Linked DNA regions of Sus scrofa: regions 1 and 2 are each linked to region 3. A link is a contact called in public HiChIP or PLAC-seq and promoter capture Hi-C data. All regions are on one chromosome and are shown on one strand. Each heading gives the region's core, a stretch centred on a gene start, on an enhancer-like site or on the middle of the called end of the contact. The rest is flanking DNA. Distances are from core to core; before and after follow the strand shown. Region 1 holds the start of ASPRV1 (retroviral-like aspartic protease 1). Region 2 has its middle 57 kb from the start of ANXA4. Region 3 holds the start of SNRNP27 (U4/U6.U5 small nuclear ribonucleoprotein 27 kDa protein).

Region 1 (4,461 bases), core at 453-2,952, 240 kb before region 3:
ACTTTTTTTTTTTTTTTTAATGACCCAACAGGGGTCATAAAACACATGGCTAGGGCAAATAATTTATCCAAAGAAGCCCCCACTCAAATACTAAGGACTTCTCCCAGGACCACCCCTGGCCCACCAATAGAGCCCATCAAAATCTAGAATGGCAGATTTCACCAGCGGCTCAGTAGGTTAAAAGACCTGGCATTGTCCCTGCTGTGGCACAGGTCACTGCTGTGGTGTGAGTTTGATCCCTGGCCTGGGAACTTCAACATGCTACAGGTATAGCCAAGAAAAAGTCTGGAATGATGTTCAGAGTTGCATTGACCTTTTCTAAACAGACTTTGCCAGGTCACACATGGCCCTAGCCGAGTACTGTACCCACTCCTAGACACCTTTGGGACACCATCAGCCTTGACCTCATTTCAGACTCTACCCATGCTATCAGAGTAGAGTGGTCCTAGTGCTCTTCAAACTCTGTACCCACCCATATACACACTCATCTGTATCATCCCCTGCATATCTCCTCCATTAATTGTTGGAATCTTACACTTCTGGGGACTGCCCAGCTACTGCCTTTCCATGCTGCAGCCACTTTGTATTCTAGTGTGAGCAGCACAAAACCCTTCATGTCTACGCAACTTTCTGTTGCACAGACTGATCATCCTCAGACTGAGTGTATTAATGGGTCTGAGAGAGAATCCATCTTAACTCCTCCAGGCAACATGGCTGGGCCCCTAACGTAATGGGCATCATGAGGACAACTTATTACTCCTATACCTAGAACACTTCGATTCACACCTGCCTCTACCAGAACTATCATCTCAACAGCTTGCTACTACTATTTGGAAGAATGACAGGCCACCCAAAAGTCCAGAAAATCTGACTCCCAAGAACTACCCACCTAAGTGAAGGTTTATAAGCCTGCCACCTGGCTTTCTCAAGGTACCAGATGCTATCAGCCCTGTGACTTTCTGGGCCAAGCCATTTCCAGTCACAAAAATTCACTCCATCTTTCACTGATTCCTGTTACATCTGGTCTGCTAATAACCTGCCCTTCCCTCCAACCCACATGTGCACACACTTGCATCCACACCAGCCCTGAGGCCTGGCCATATATAGTACAACCTGTGTATGTCATCCCAGGGGCACTCTTGTCACTGCCTGATCTGCCCTCTATTACAAGAACCCAGAGAAACCCTACTCCATCTGCTGAAGATGGGGGAATGGGCAGGGGCTGCCTTCCTCCAGTTCTTTGAATTAGGGACTGTCTCAAGCATAATACACACAAAAGTCACCTACAAAGAACAGCACTTGTGTCTACTTTTTTGGTGACTTATCCCAAGTTGGACTTGCTTAACCCCCTTAACCTAGTTCTTTCTTTTGTTAGTCTCTCAGATTGATTTCCTACTTTTCTTCCTTTGCATCTTGTGATATTTTTTGGTACTCCTTATATGATCCTCTTTTAAAACCTCCTTAAGTACCCTGCTCCCTGTCTGCCTGCCCTTCCACCATCCAGCTCTGCAAACTCCCTTCGTATCTTTCTACCATCCCACCTGCTTCACCAAGGGATTGGGATGGCGTTTATAAGATGGAAGAAATGCTGCTGGACTGCAGACTGCACTTTGGGTTGCAGGACCTAATACCTGTGCTGGTGCTGACCGCTACCTTTCGCGACTATTAACGGGAGAGGGCAGTGCTGCAGGCGGTGACCTCCGCAGTTAGGGGCCCTTAAGAGTAGCTATGCATTTCAAGGGAGTGTAATAGCGTGAGCTGCTTAAGGTGCGCTCCTGCCAAGTTGACCCAACACGTTCCTACGAACTAGTTCTAATCCCACGATACAGAAGTACAAAAAGTGTCTTCATCCATGTATGTTCCCTGAGGTTTTTCGCCATTCTCCCCAGCCCACCGTCCTACGGTTCAGATTTTAACCCCTGGGTTCAACGCCCCAACCCGTCAACACACTCTGCTACCCACTTACCAGAGTGGATAGCAGCAGAGCCATCTCAGACAAGCTATTTAACCCTCTGAGCCACAGTTTCCTCAGCTGGATATTATGCAGGGTAAATAAGATACTGTCTGAAACGCTTGTTATATACTAGCTATTATCCTTTCACCTATTGTTCTGCACTTCTCTCTTCTACCGTGTTTTTCTAACTTAGCTTTGGTGCTTTTTGTACCTCCCTAAGAACTTTGGGCTTAAAACCACAGCAAATCTCAATTTTGATTTAAGTAAAAAAAAAAAAAGGCTGGAAGTAAATATGAAGAGTATTGCTATTCCTTTTCTTCATATATTTTCTTCCCCCCCCACTTTGTTTTTCCTTTAAAGACCAATTTAACCCATTCGATACAAGGAAAGGTTACAATCTTAAAACAAGGAGCGAAATAATCAAGTTTCCACCCTGTGCTTAAAAGGAGACGATAAAGATGCGCAGGCGCGCAGAGCGAGGGCCGGTCACGCGGCGGTCGCCCCCTCGGCTCCAAGAGCTGACGTCAGTCACGTTCTCCTCTCGCCCGCGTCGACGCTTCCGGCCGGTTTGGGCTTTTCTTCCACCAGGCGGCGCTGCAGGACGTTGTGTGGCTGACGCCTCCTGCGCAGGCGCATTGAATTCCCGGACACGTCACCACCTTCGCGTCTTTTCTGGAGAGCGCGGGAAGGCGAGAACAGGAGGGCGGTGACGTCACCGGGGTTCCCCGCGTGGCACGCGGGGGCGGGGGGGTTGGGGACGTGGCGCGCGGCGTGGGGGTGGCGCCGAGCGCAGGCTCCGCTGGGGCTGACGGGGCCGCGCCTACTGCCGACTCTCCGGCGCTGCCTCGTGACCCGCTGTGGGGCCCGGGCGGGCCAGGGCGGCGGGCCGAGCTGCGGGAAAGGTGCTGACGGGGCGGGCTCGGAGAGGAGGGGTTCCGGCGGCCCAGCGCGAGACTCCTGAGGTCGTTAGCCGGCTAGGTCGCCCAGGCGTAACCTAGCCGCCTTCAGACCCGCTGGGAGGCCGGGCACCGACTTCCTGGTTCGGGCCGACGGAGCTTGGACTCCGACCCGCGGGTCCGCGGGAGCAGCGGGCACGTGGGGCCCAGGCCGCACCCGGAGCTTCAGAAAGCGCGGCTTGGCGGGGAGGGAGCAGCTGCGTCCGGGCTCCTCCCCGCCTGCCTGGTATTGGCCGTGTTTCGCCCTAGCGGTGCGGCGGGATGGGGAGTGAGGGGGAGCGTGGGCTCCTGCTGGCCTCTTACTGTTTGCCCTGAGAGAGTCATTCAGTACTTCTGTCGGTTTTCTCCTTTGCAAAATATCCTCCACTCTGCAGACTTAACTAGTCTGTGTCTAGCACGTGGCAGATGGTTAGTCAAAATATAAAAAATTATTTTTTCCCACTCAGCTCCACTGGGTCCTTAGAGTCACTTGGCAGGGGCATTAATCCCTGGGTAGTCCGTAGAACAAAAGGCTTTGTACGGTTCTGTGTCCTGGTACTTAGTGGACTGAAGCTTCCCTTTTCTTAGCATGAGTTCCAAGTCCTGCCTGTGGCTTTGGAAGAAAAGGTGGCAAATGACTCATCGATGACCTGACGAGTTGAACCTGGGGCCTGATCAGAATTTGGGGGAGGGTGGTGATGGGAATTTTCTCTGGGCCCCAGCACCTGTGATACTACTTAACTGAGAGGCTGTGGGATTTCCGGCTGGGAGCCCTGTCTAGGGCACACACTGCTTTGAGGCACCCTTCAGTCTCTCCTCTAGCTGCCCCTTCCCAGAGTTTTTCATCTCATGCTGCATTGCTATAGCCAAGATACCTTTCCTGGGATGGCTTGAGACCTGGGGACAAGCTAGCCTCCTGTAGCTTATAGGAAGCTGATCTCAGAGTAACAGAATACAAGATTTTTTTCTTTTCTTTTCCTTTTAGGACCATGCCTGTAGCATATGGAAGTCCCCAGGTTAGGGCTCAAATCAGAGCTGCAGCTGCTGGCCTTTGCCACAGCCACAGCAATGTGGGATCTGAGCCATGTCCTCTACCTGCACCACAGCTCTTGGCAGTGCCAGATCCTTAACCCACTGAGGCCAGGGATGGAACCTCATGGATACTAGTTAGGTTCTTAACCTGTTGAGTCAGAGTGGGAACTCCAAGACTGTCTTCTGGAAGGAAGAAAACTAAAGTACTTGAAGTACTTATTTAGCACGTGTCAGGAACTGTATTTGCCTTTTCACACGTCGTCTCATTAGATTCCCACAACTGGTCTTGTGAGCTTGGTGGAATTATCATCCCTTTATATAGAGGAGGGAACTGTGGTTCACAGTTTACAGAAAGAATATGGTAGAGCAAGTGCTCTCAGAGGTACTAAAGTTCCATTGCAGGGCTTTGGGCAGAAAGAGTCAGTACCTAGTCAGCCCTTTTCTCAGGTATGAGGTGCTGAGGACTATCCTAGAGGGTATGAGTGAAGGTGTATTACACTAAAGCCTTCCTCTCTTTATCCCTGGTCTCTTGGCCACCCC
Region 2 (4,349 bases), core at 680-3,179, 150 kb after region 3:
ATAGGTGAACCTAAAGATGATCATACTAAGTGAAGTTAAGTCAGACAGAAAAAGACAAATATCACATGATATCACTTACATGTGGAATCTATAAAACCCCAAAAAACAAAGGTGTTCTCTCATGGCACAGCGGAAATGAATCTGACTGATTTCGGTGAAGGTGGTTTGATCCCTGGCCTCGCTCAGTGGGTTAAGGATCTGGAGTTGCCGTGAGCTGTAGTGCAGGTGGCAGCTGTGGCTGTGGTGTAGGCCAGCGGCTATAGGTCTGATTTGACCCCTAGCCTGAGAACTTTACACAAAAATACAAATGAACTTATTTACAAAACAGAAATAGATTCACAGACAGAGAAAACAAATTTGTGGGAAAGGTGGCAGAGAGATAAATTAGGAGTTTGGGATTAACAGATACACATTACTATATAGAAAATAGATAGTGAGGACAATTGTATAGCTCAGGAAACTATATTCAATATCTTGAAAAAACCTATAATGAGAAAAGAATCTGAAAAGGAATAAATATACATATATAAATCATTTTGCTGTATACCCGAAACTAACATAATATTGTAAATCAATTATACTTAAAAAAAAAAAAAATCAGTTTTTTTTTTTTTTTTTTTTTTTTTGTCTTTTTCTAGGGCCGCACCCACGGCATATGGAGGTTCCCAGGCTAGGGGTCGAATCAGAGCTGTAGCCACTAGCCTATGCCACAGCCACAGCAATGCGGGTTCTGAGCTGCGTCTGCAAACCTACACCACAGCTCATGGCAACGCCGGATCCTTAACCCACTGAGCAAGGCCAGGGATCCAACCTGCAACCTCTTGGTTCCTAGTCGGATTCATTAACCACTGAGCCATGACGGGAACTCCAAGAATCGGTTCTTAAATGCCACTTCTTTCTTAAAAATAAATGGCTGCATGATTTTACCAGGAAAATACAAAAGATAAGGCTGTGAGTAATTAAGAGTTGCATTTAGCATCTTTTAGTGCACATTATCCTCAAGGTCACGTACTCCCCACTCAACGTACTGTTTGTTCTCTGCTTGGCTTTAAGTCTTCTTCTAGTCATGAGTATTGACTTTTTTTTGGCACCAAGCCACAGCAGCAACCCAAGCCAAGCAGGGAACTCCCCAGATTGACTTTGAAGGCAGATTGAAGACCTTATCATCATAATGGAAATATTCAAAACCCTAATTAGGTGGTAGTTACACTGGTGTATACATTTGTTAAAACACACCGAAGATTACAGTTAAAAATTGTACCTTTAAGTATAATGTAAATTATGCCCCAGTTAAAAGAGAAGAATGCTAAAATGATTATTTGCTATTGATGGAGTCAGAATTTATGAAACCAACAGCCCATGATGTTATCAATAAGGCCTTGTAGTATTCCTCAGAAATACTAGTTTTCAAGGAACTGAATTCCCTGTGTCTTGACCTGTGACTCCTGAATTAAAACATCTGCAGGAGTTCCCGTTGTGGCTCAGTAACAACCTATTAGTATCTGTGCGGACATGTGTTCCATCCCTGGCCTTGCTCAGTGGGTTAAGGATCTGGCATTGCCGTGAGCTGTGGTATAGGTTGCAGATGCGGCTCGGATCCCGAGTTGCTGTGGCTGTGGTGTAGGCTGGCAGCCTTAGCTCCTATTGGACCCCACAGAAGCAAGGGGGAAATAAGCTTATCTTTGCCTGGGAACATCCATATGCCACTGGTGCAGCCCTAAAGAAAAAAAAAAAAAAAAAAAAAAAGGAAAAAAAACCCAAAACATCTGCAGATGGAAACATTCAGATGAACAAGAAAATTGAAAAGGCTCTATAAGAGCTTGGTGAGGACTGTGAAACTGATTTCCATTTCATAAAATTACCTGAGTAGTCTCTTTCTAGTACCTGGGAGAGGTTGCCATCTAGTGGCAGGAAAAGCAACATCAGGGCCACAGAAGCAAGGGGGAAATAAGCTTATCTTTGCCTTTTTACAGAACTCAGAAGGTTTCCTGTAAGAGGATAATTCTCCGTCTGTGGTTTGCCAGTGTGTTACTCACCCACCAAAGGGCTTGAAAAGATCCTCTAAAAGGATGTTTTGAAGCTGAAGAGAATTGAAGGAGCTCTTTTGAAGGGATGGCCAGGAAGACTCTCAGGAATGACTCTTCCCCCAGCACAGTGATGACAGCCAAGGACAAAGGACTGCAATTAACCTCTCTTCACTGATGCATTTGTGCCAAATTAGAAAAAAAAAAGAAGAAAGGCTTTTGTGTCTGGGTGGACAAAGCCCTGGGGTGCCCAGCTTTGTAAGTGGCATATAGCCCTCCTCACCACCTCTGCCAGGACAACCCGCACAGCCAAGACTGCAGCCCTAATGTGGCAATAGAACCTTCTCCTGGCACCTCAGATGCGCACAGAAAACACCAAAACCCAAAAGTTGGGGCAGAAGGTGGGCACATTTCACCTTCATATGTTTCCTTAAGGTACTTGGGTAGCTACTGTTACATGTGAATTTCAGTTTTCTCCTCAACAGGCATTATCAATGCTAGCTTTCTATTCCGGCCTCAGCGTTTCCAGGTGAAATGGAAAACATGCTGGGAGCCTCTAAGGTAGTGTCTTTGCTTTTGTCATGAGAGACTGGACTATGGAATTGGACAATCCGAAAGTTATAGGTAAAGGCCTAGGAAATGTTATACTTTAAAATTCCTGGATACAGACAAAAGACTCATTGACGAATAAGACAGTGGGGATGTTTATTCCTATAGCAAACATTCCATAAGCACCCTGGTCTGAGATGCTGGGTTAGGGAAGAGTTGCCATGGTGTCTAGAACAAGCGCCCCTCTGCCTGGCAGACAGACAGACACAGATAAACAGATATACGCATGAATGCACACTCTCTAGAAAATTCCTTCTGCCAAGTTCACGATTCCACAATAATCTCTGTGAAGACCTTGACTTCCCTCTGCATTTAGGAGTTTCTTCATAATATTTCACAAGTGCAACTTTTATCACATTTTGTTTTAACGGCTTCTTTTTATTTGTTTATATTTATTTGTTTTATTAGCTTTCCTCTTCCACCAATGAACTTTGGCTCCTTGACTTCCTATTTGTCCTTTGTTTTCTACTTCATTAATTTCTGCTTTTATTCTTATTATTTTTATTATATTTTAGGTTTGCTCTGTTCTTCTTCTGTTGGCTCCAGCTGGACTCTAATCCATTTATTTACTTATTCGTTTTTAGTATGGTAACAATACATAATGAAAAATGTGCCAAACTAACCTCTTTTTTTGGTCTTTTTAGGGCTGCACCCACGGCATATGGAGGCTCCAAGGCCAGGGGTCCAATCAGAGCTGTAGCCGCTGGCTTATGCTACAGCCACAGCAATGCCAGATCTAAGCCGGGTCTGTGACCTACACCACAGCTCATGGCAACACCAGATCCTTAACCCACTGAGCGAGGCCAGGGATCAAACCTGCTTCCTCATAGATGCTAGTCAGATTCGTTTCTGCTGAGCCACAACGGGATCTCCGAAACTAACCATTTTAAAAGGTTTAGTGACAGTACAGTACAGTTTTGTGACTTTAATTAAATACAAGGTCATGCAACCATTACCATGCTTTCCTAAAAACTTTCACCACCCCACACAGAAACTCTGTACTCATTAAGCAGCAACTCCTGGTCTCATCCTCATCTCCAGCCCCTGGTCACCTCTAACCTACTTTCTGTCTCTATTAATTTGCCTATTTTATCTTTTGTCTTTTTTTTTGGGAGGGGGGCTTCACTCACGACATATGGGAGGTTCCCAGGCTAGGGGTCTAATCAGAGCTGTTGCTGCTGGCCTACGCCAGAGCCACAGCAATGCCAGATCCTAGCCTCGTCTGCAACCTACACCATAGCTCATGGCAACGCCAGACCCTTAACCCACTGAGCGAAGCTGGGGATCGAACCCGCAACCTCATGGTTCCTAGTCGGATTCGTTTCTGCTTCACCATGACGGGAGCTCCAATTTGCTTATTTTAGATGTTTCATATAAGTAAAATCATCCAATAGTTGTCCTTTGTGTCTGACTGATTTCACTTGGCATAAAGTTTTCAAGGTTTATCTGTGTATCAGAACTTCATTCCTCTTCATGCAGAATAGTATTTCATTGTACGTACCTACTGCATTTTGATTACCTGTTCATCTGTTGATGGACGCTTAGATTGTCTCCAGCTTTTGGCTATTGTGAGTAATGTTTCTATGAACACTGGCATCCAAGTATGTGTTCAAATCTCTGTATTTAATTATTTCGGGTATAAATAATATCAATAATACTTTATAGCACTAGTACTTATAGTAGATTATAGGCCCCTAGGGATTGTCTTGTTCAATT
Region 3 (4,555 bases), core at 1,686-4,185:
GGAGATGTGGATCTATGTCGCCTTGGAGACCTAATATTTAACAGATAAAGATGTCAGAAGCAGAGACATACTTGTAAGTAAGTTTCTCAAGTAAAGCAGTATTTCTGCCCTTTTGTATTTAATATTTTTATTAATAGACAAAAGAGTCTCTATACATTTTCTTAGAGTTCCTGTCATGGCTCAGTGGAAATGAATCTTACTAATATCCATGAGGACGCAAGTTTGATCCCTGGCCTCGCTCAGTGGGTTAAGGATCCAGCATTGCCATGAGCTGTGGTGTAAGGTGCAGATGTGGCTTGTGCTGATGAGCACAGAATACATGAATACCTGAAAAGTAAAGGCTCTCCAGAGCAGGAAATTTGCTCCCCAAAGCAGGATGAGGAAGAAGGTTCTGCCTAGAGCTTGACTGTTAACAAAATTATTTACTGGTTAACATCAATTACACTCAGTATAGCTAGGCTAAAAAAATTTTTTGCGAGGCAGAAAAAATTAACTGTTTCTAACAATTGCACACAAACACACAAAAAGTATTTTTTTCCTGATCTTAAGAATCAGATTCCTAGAGTTCCTGTCCTGGCTCAGTGGTTAACGAATCCGACTAGGAACCATGAGGTTGCGGGTTTGATCCCTGGCCTTGCTCAGTGGGTTAAGGATCCAGCGTTGCCGTGAGCTGTGGTCGCAGACGCGGCTCTCGGATCCCGAGTTGCTGTGGCTCTGGTGTAGGCCAGTGGCTACAGCTCCAATTTGACCCCTTGCCTGGGAACCTCCATATGCTTTGGGAAGTGGCCCTAGAAAAGACAAAAAAAAAAAAAAAAATCAGAATCCATTTCTAAGTTTCATCCAAGCTCTCACATTCTTTTTTTTTTTTTGGCTTTTTAGGGCTGCACCCTGTGGCATGTGGAGGTTCCCAGGCTAGGGATCCAATCAGAGCTATGGCTGCCCGCCTACACCACAACATCCGATACGAGCCACAACTGCAAACTACACCACAGCTCATTGGCAACGCCAGATCCTTAACCCACTGAGCAAGGCCAGGGATCAAACCCGAAACCTCGTGGTTCCTAGTTGGATTCCTTTCATTTCCACTGCATCACAAGAGGAACTTCAGCTCTCACAATTCTTTTTTTTTTTTTCTTTTTTTTTTGTTGTTGTTGTTGCTATTTCTTGGGCTGCTCCGCGGCATATGGAGGTTCCCAGGCTAGGGGTCGAATCGGAGCTATAGCCACCGGCCTACGCCAGAGCCACAGCAACTTGGGATCCGAGCCGTGCCTGCAACCTACACCACAGCTCACTGCAATGCCGGATCGTCAACCCACTGAGTAAGGGCAGGGACCGAACCCGCAACCTCATGGTTCCTAGTCGGATTCGTTAACCACTGCGCCACGACGGAACTCCTCTCACAATTCTTGATTACATAATTGAATAAACCATTATCACGAAAAGTTAATAAAAAATAAGATTAAAGGACAAACACATCTCTTACTCTTGCCAAGCTAAGTGCTTGCTATGTGCTTTTAGTCTATTTTTTCTCATTTACTCCTCAAGGCAACTCTACTATGTGGAATGTTATCCCCCCCCCCATTTTACAAATGGGATTGTGAGGTTTAGAATAAACCTCATAGGATGAAGTTCCCTTCATTTCAGGAAATTAAGTCCCTTTATAAGTGATACAAACAAAGTTAAGGGCAGTGAATACTTACGCAGTTGCGTGAGACTTGCGGTAAAACTTCTGATAATTTTCTGCACTTACCTGGAACGTCTTCTGTGGGGGGAACGAGAGCGGCTCCTTCTCCGATCTCGCTCGCGGGACCGGGACCTTTCTCGGCGCCTGCGTTCTCTCTCCCGGGATGTGGACCGGGATCTCCTACGCTCTAACACAAACACACAAAATTGCAGAGTCAAAAATTACTTCAAACACCTATAGCTGCGTCATCCAACGGAACTATCATGTGAGCCACTTTTAGTTGTCACATTAAAAAAGTAAAAAAGACACTGACAAAATTAATTTTAACAGTATATATTTAACACAATATAGTCAAACTATTATCATTTACATGTACTGTTACAAAGAAATATTAGATATTTTATATTTTTTCCCTGCACTAAATCAAGGAAATCTGGTGTGTATTCTACACTTAAAAACAGGAGTTCTCAATTCAGATTGAGATCATGTTAACTTTTAAGATCAAATCTGATTAGTTGAACAAGGGGACAGAGCCAAGGGCCTAAGTGAGATCTCCCGATCGAAGTCTCGGCTTCTCTACCCCTTTGTGGGGACGGGGGCCAGAAGACATTACGAAGTGAGCTCCCTGCACAAAAACTCCCAAACAACGATTTCCCTATAAACTGGAAAGGAAACACTGAGCATCGAAGAACCTGGCGGTTACCATACGCTGAGTGTTACGGAGTGTGTCATCAATTTTCACGGCAGTTTTTAAAAATAGTGTTACCCACCCACCCCACCCCCATGTCTAATTATTACTGGAATTCGGACACAGGAAGATTGGACGGTTTGCATTCGGCCACTTACAAATCAAGGGAAACATGGTCTGATTCTAAATGCCCCAGCCACACGACAATAAAGGTTACTGTACGAGGCTGACAAAGTCTCGGCCAAACCCTAACTTTGGAATAAAACTGCCTTCAAACCGGAGGGTTGAAGCGTGTAGGGCCCGGGTCTTCGTTCCCCCATCTACCTCCGCTCTTCTCCTCAGGAAGAAAGGGTCGCCTCCTCTGCTGCCCCTAAACTGGGGGGAAAGGGGGAACAGGTCTCCAGCGGAGCCCCAGATCCTAAAAAGTGCTTCTGGACTTACCCCTCCGCGGAGAGCGGCTGCGGCTGCGACCCATTCGGAGTCCTCTTCCACCTCACACCGCCCCGGAAACGACTTTGCAACTTCCGGGGGGCCCGGAACTGACCTTTCACCGCCGACTGGAAAACGACAAACGACTCGCCAGGGTTCCGGTTTCTAAAGCCTGGAGGCGGTAGTGAGCTTGTTGTGACTCTAGCGGCTACGCCGCGACGCTCCCTCTCACAGTGTAGGGATTCAGTTGAGAACAGAGTTGGCATCTCTCTCCCTCCAACCCCCCTTTTCGCGGTGGCTTCCCCATCTTCTCTGTGGGCCTTAAACTATGCTACCTGATGCTGTTACAGAAATGTCTGGGAAGGGCTGTATATAAACCACACTAACACAGACCTCATTTTCCCTCATTTTCCTTTGCAACTGTCTTGTCCACATGCATATTTCATATCAGACCAATTCTAAATATTGCACGTACAAACAGTTTAAGTCCACACGGGGAAACACTAGGGTGGATCAGGTGGCAGAGAAGCAAAGGGAAAGAAAACATGGGTGAGAGCTTTTATTGAGTTTTGTGGGAAGGAATAGCAGAGGCAGGCATGTTAGCTAAACAGGTTTACGATTACTAATTTGAATAATTTCAGCGGGCCTTGGGATGTAGGGGCTGTCCGATGCCTATACTCCCGAGTTTGGCAGGGAAGGTGGGTTGCTGAGTACAGGCTTTCCACTGGCTAGTCTGCATATGAAAGGCACGGTCAGAAGGAAATCTTTTGCTGTCTCTGGGAATTAGCTGGCCCCAGGAAGGGCAGTCTCAGCAATGCCCTAGATGACAAAACACCAGAAAAAAATTAAAAAGGTATGATTAATAAAATTATTCATACAAATATTACACACCTATGTACCAGAGTATTAATCAGTGCAAAAGACACAAGTCAGCTCTTGACTAGGGTGCAGTCAAGTGAGGGATACAAACAAGTATAGTGTCAAGATGCATTGATGGGGCTGATCAAGATATTATGTGTACATAATAGGGGTACCTGCTTTGAGGGGGAGGGTTGTCAAGAAAAGTTTCCAGGGGGAAATGATGTTCAAACAAGACCTTAAGGTTGAAATACCAATTAGTCAGGTAAAATGGGGTGACTTCTGTGGTGGGGACAGGTGTAAGATTATCCAGGCAGAGATTGCAGGTGCCAGGGCAAGAGGCAAGGGAGAGGACAGGCTGAAAGTAAAGAACTAAAGTATGGCAGCTACCTAGGGAGCAAGGAGGGAAAGGTAGAGGCTAGAAGCCTCGTGAGCTACGGTAAAGAATTACCCTGAGGCAAAAGCAATTGAGAGCCTTTTAAGGGTTTTGAGGATGAGAGGGAATCACAACTGAGTTTATTCAGAGGATACTTTGTGTAATGTGGAGTTTTCACTAGAGGGGAAAACACATAGGGAAGAAGGTACAATAATCTATATTGGAAATTACAGTGGCCTGTACTAAAATGGTACCAATTGGTAAGGTGGAAAATGGCTGAATTTGAGAAATAATTGGTAAAACTGGGAAAACTTGGTCATTTTTTGATGCAGAGGATGAAGGAATTAGGATTCAAGCATAATGTCCGGGTTTCTGGTTTGTGAAACTGGGTAGATGGCAGCATCATTTACTAAAATAAGGCATATACATTTGGAGAAAGGAGCTATGTTCAGATCTGGACGTGCCCCTTTGAATACCAAAAAGGAGATGCCAAGTAGATGTGCCTGGAAGAAAGATCTAG

What was found. Promoter capture Hi-C pulls out the DNA fragments that hold promoters and counts their contacts. HiChIP or PLAC-seq counts read pairs in DNA pulled down with a chosen protein or histone mark.
Region 1: a promoter capture Hi-C map of fetal liver shows a contact between it and region 3, with 3 times the contacts expected there. The contact joins the promoter of ASPRV1 here to the promoter of SNRNP27 in region 3. A contact is called at or near these places in 2 of 5 promoter capture datasets (fetal liver and fetal skeletal muscle), 3 of 47 Hi-C or Micro-C datasets (blood, fetal skeletal muscle and liver) and 1 of 2 datasets of contacts at active chromatin or transcription factors (alveolar macrophages).
Region 2: a contact with region 3 is called in an H3K27ac HiChIP or PLAC-seq map of alveolar macrophages. The contact joins the enhancer-like site here to the promoter of SNRNP27 in region 3. A contact is called at or near these places in 2 of 5 promoter capture datasets (fetal liver and liver), 11 of 47 Hi-C or Micro-C datasets (alveolar macrophages, embryonic fibroblasts, epiblast stem cells and 7 more) and 2 of 2 datasets of contacts at active chromatin or transcription factors (alveolar macrophages and skeletal muscle).

What each region holds. Positions count from the first base shown.
Region 1 is chr3:72,322,256-72,326,716 of Sscrofa11.1, forward strand. ASPRV1 (retroviral-like aspartic protease 1) reads left to right here and starts at 1,703. Exons shown (of 13, transcript XR_002342602.1): 1 at 1,703-2,856.
Region 2 is chr3:72,709,787-72,714,135 of Sscrofa11.1, forward strand. No RefSeq gene overlaps it. Among named protein-coding and RNA genes, the nearest start is that of ANXA4, 57 kb to the left of the region's middle. Within about 2 kb of position 1,930, at least 4 of the 83 cell types and tissues checked have an H3K27ac peak or open chromatin away from gene starts, as enhancers often do. A contact at or near this core is called in alveolar macrophages, where this site is marked.
Region 3 is chr3:72,563,088-72,567,642 of Sscrofa11.1, forward strand. SNRNP27 (U4/U6.U5 small nuclear ribonucleoprotein 27 kDa protein) reads right to left here and starts at 2,936. Exons shown (of 6, transcript XM_003481192.4): 1 at 2,814-2,936; 2 at 1,751-1,871; 3 at 1-30. The coding sequence starts at 2,847.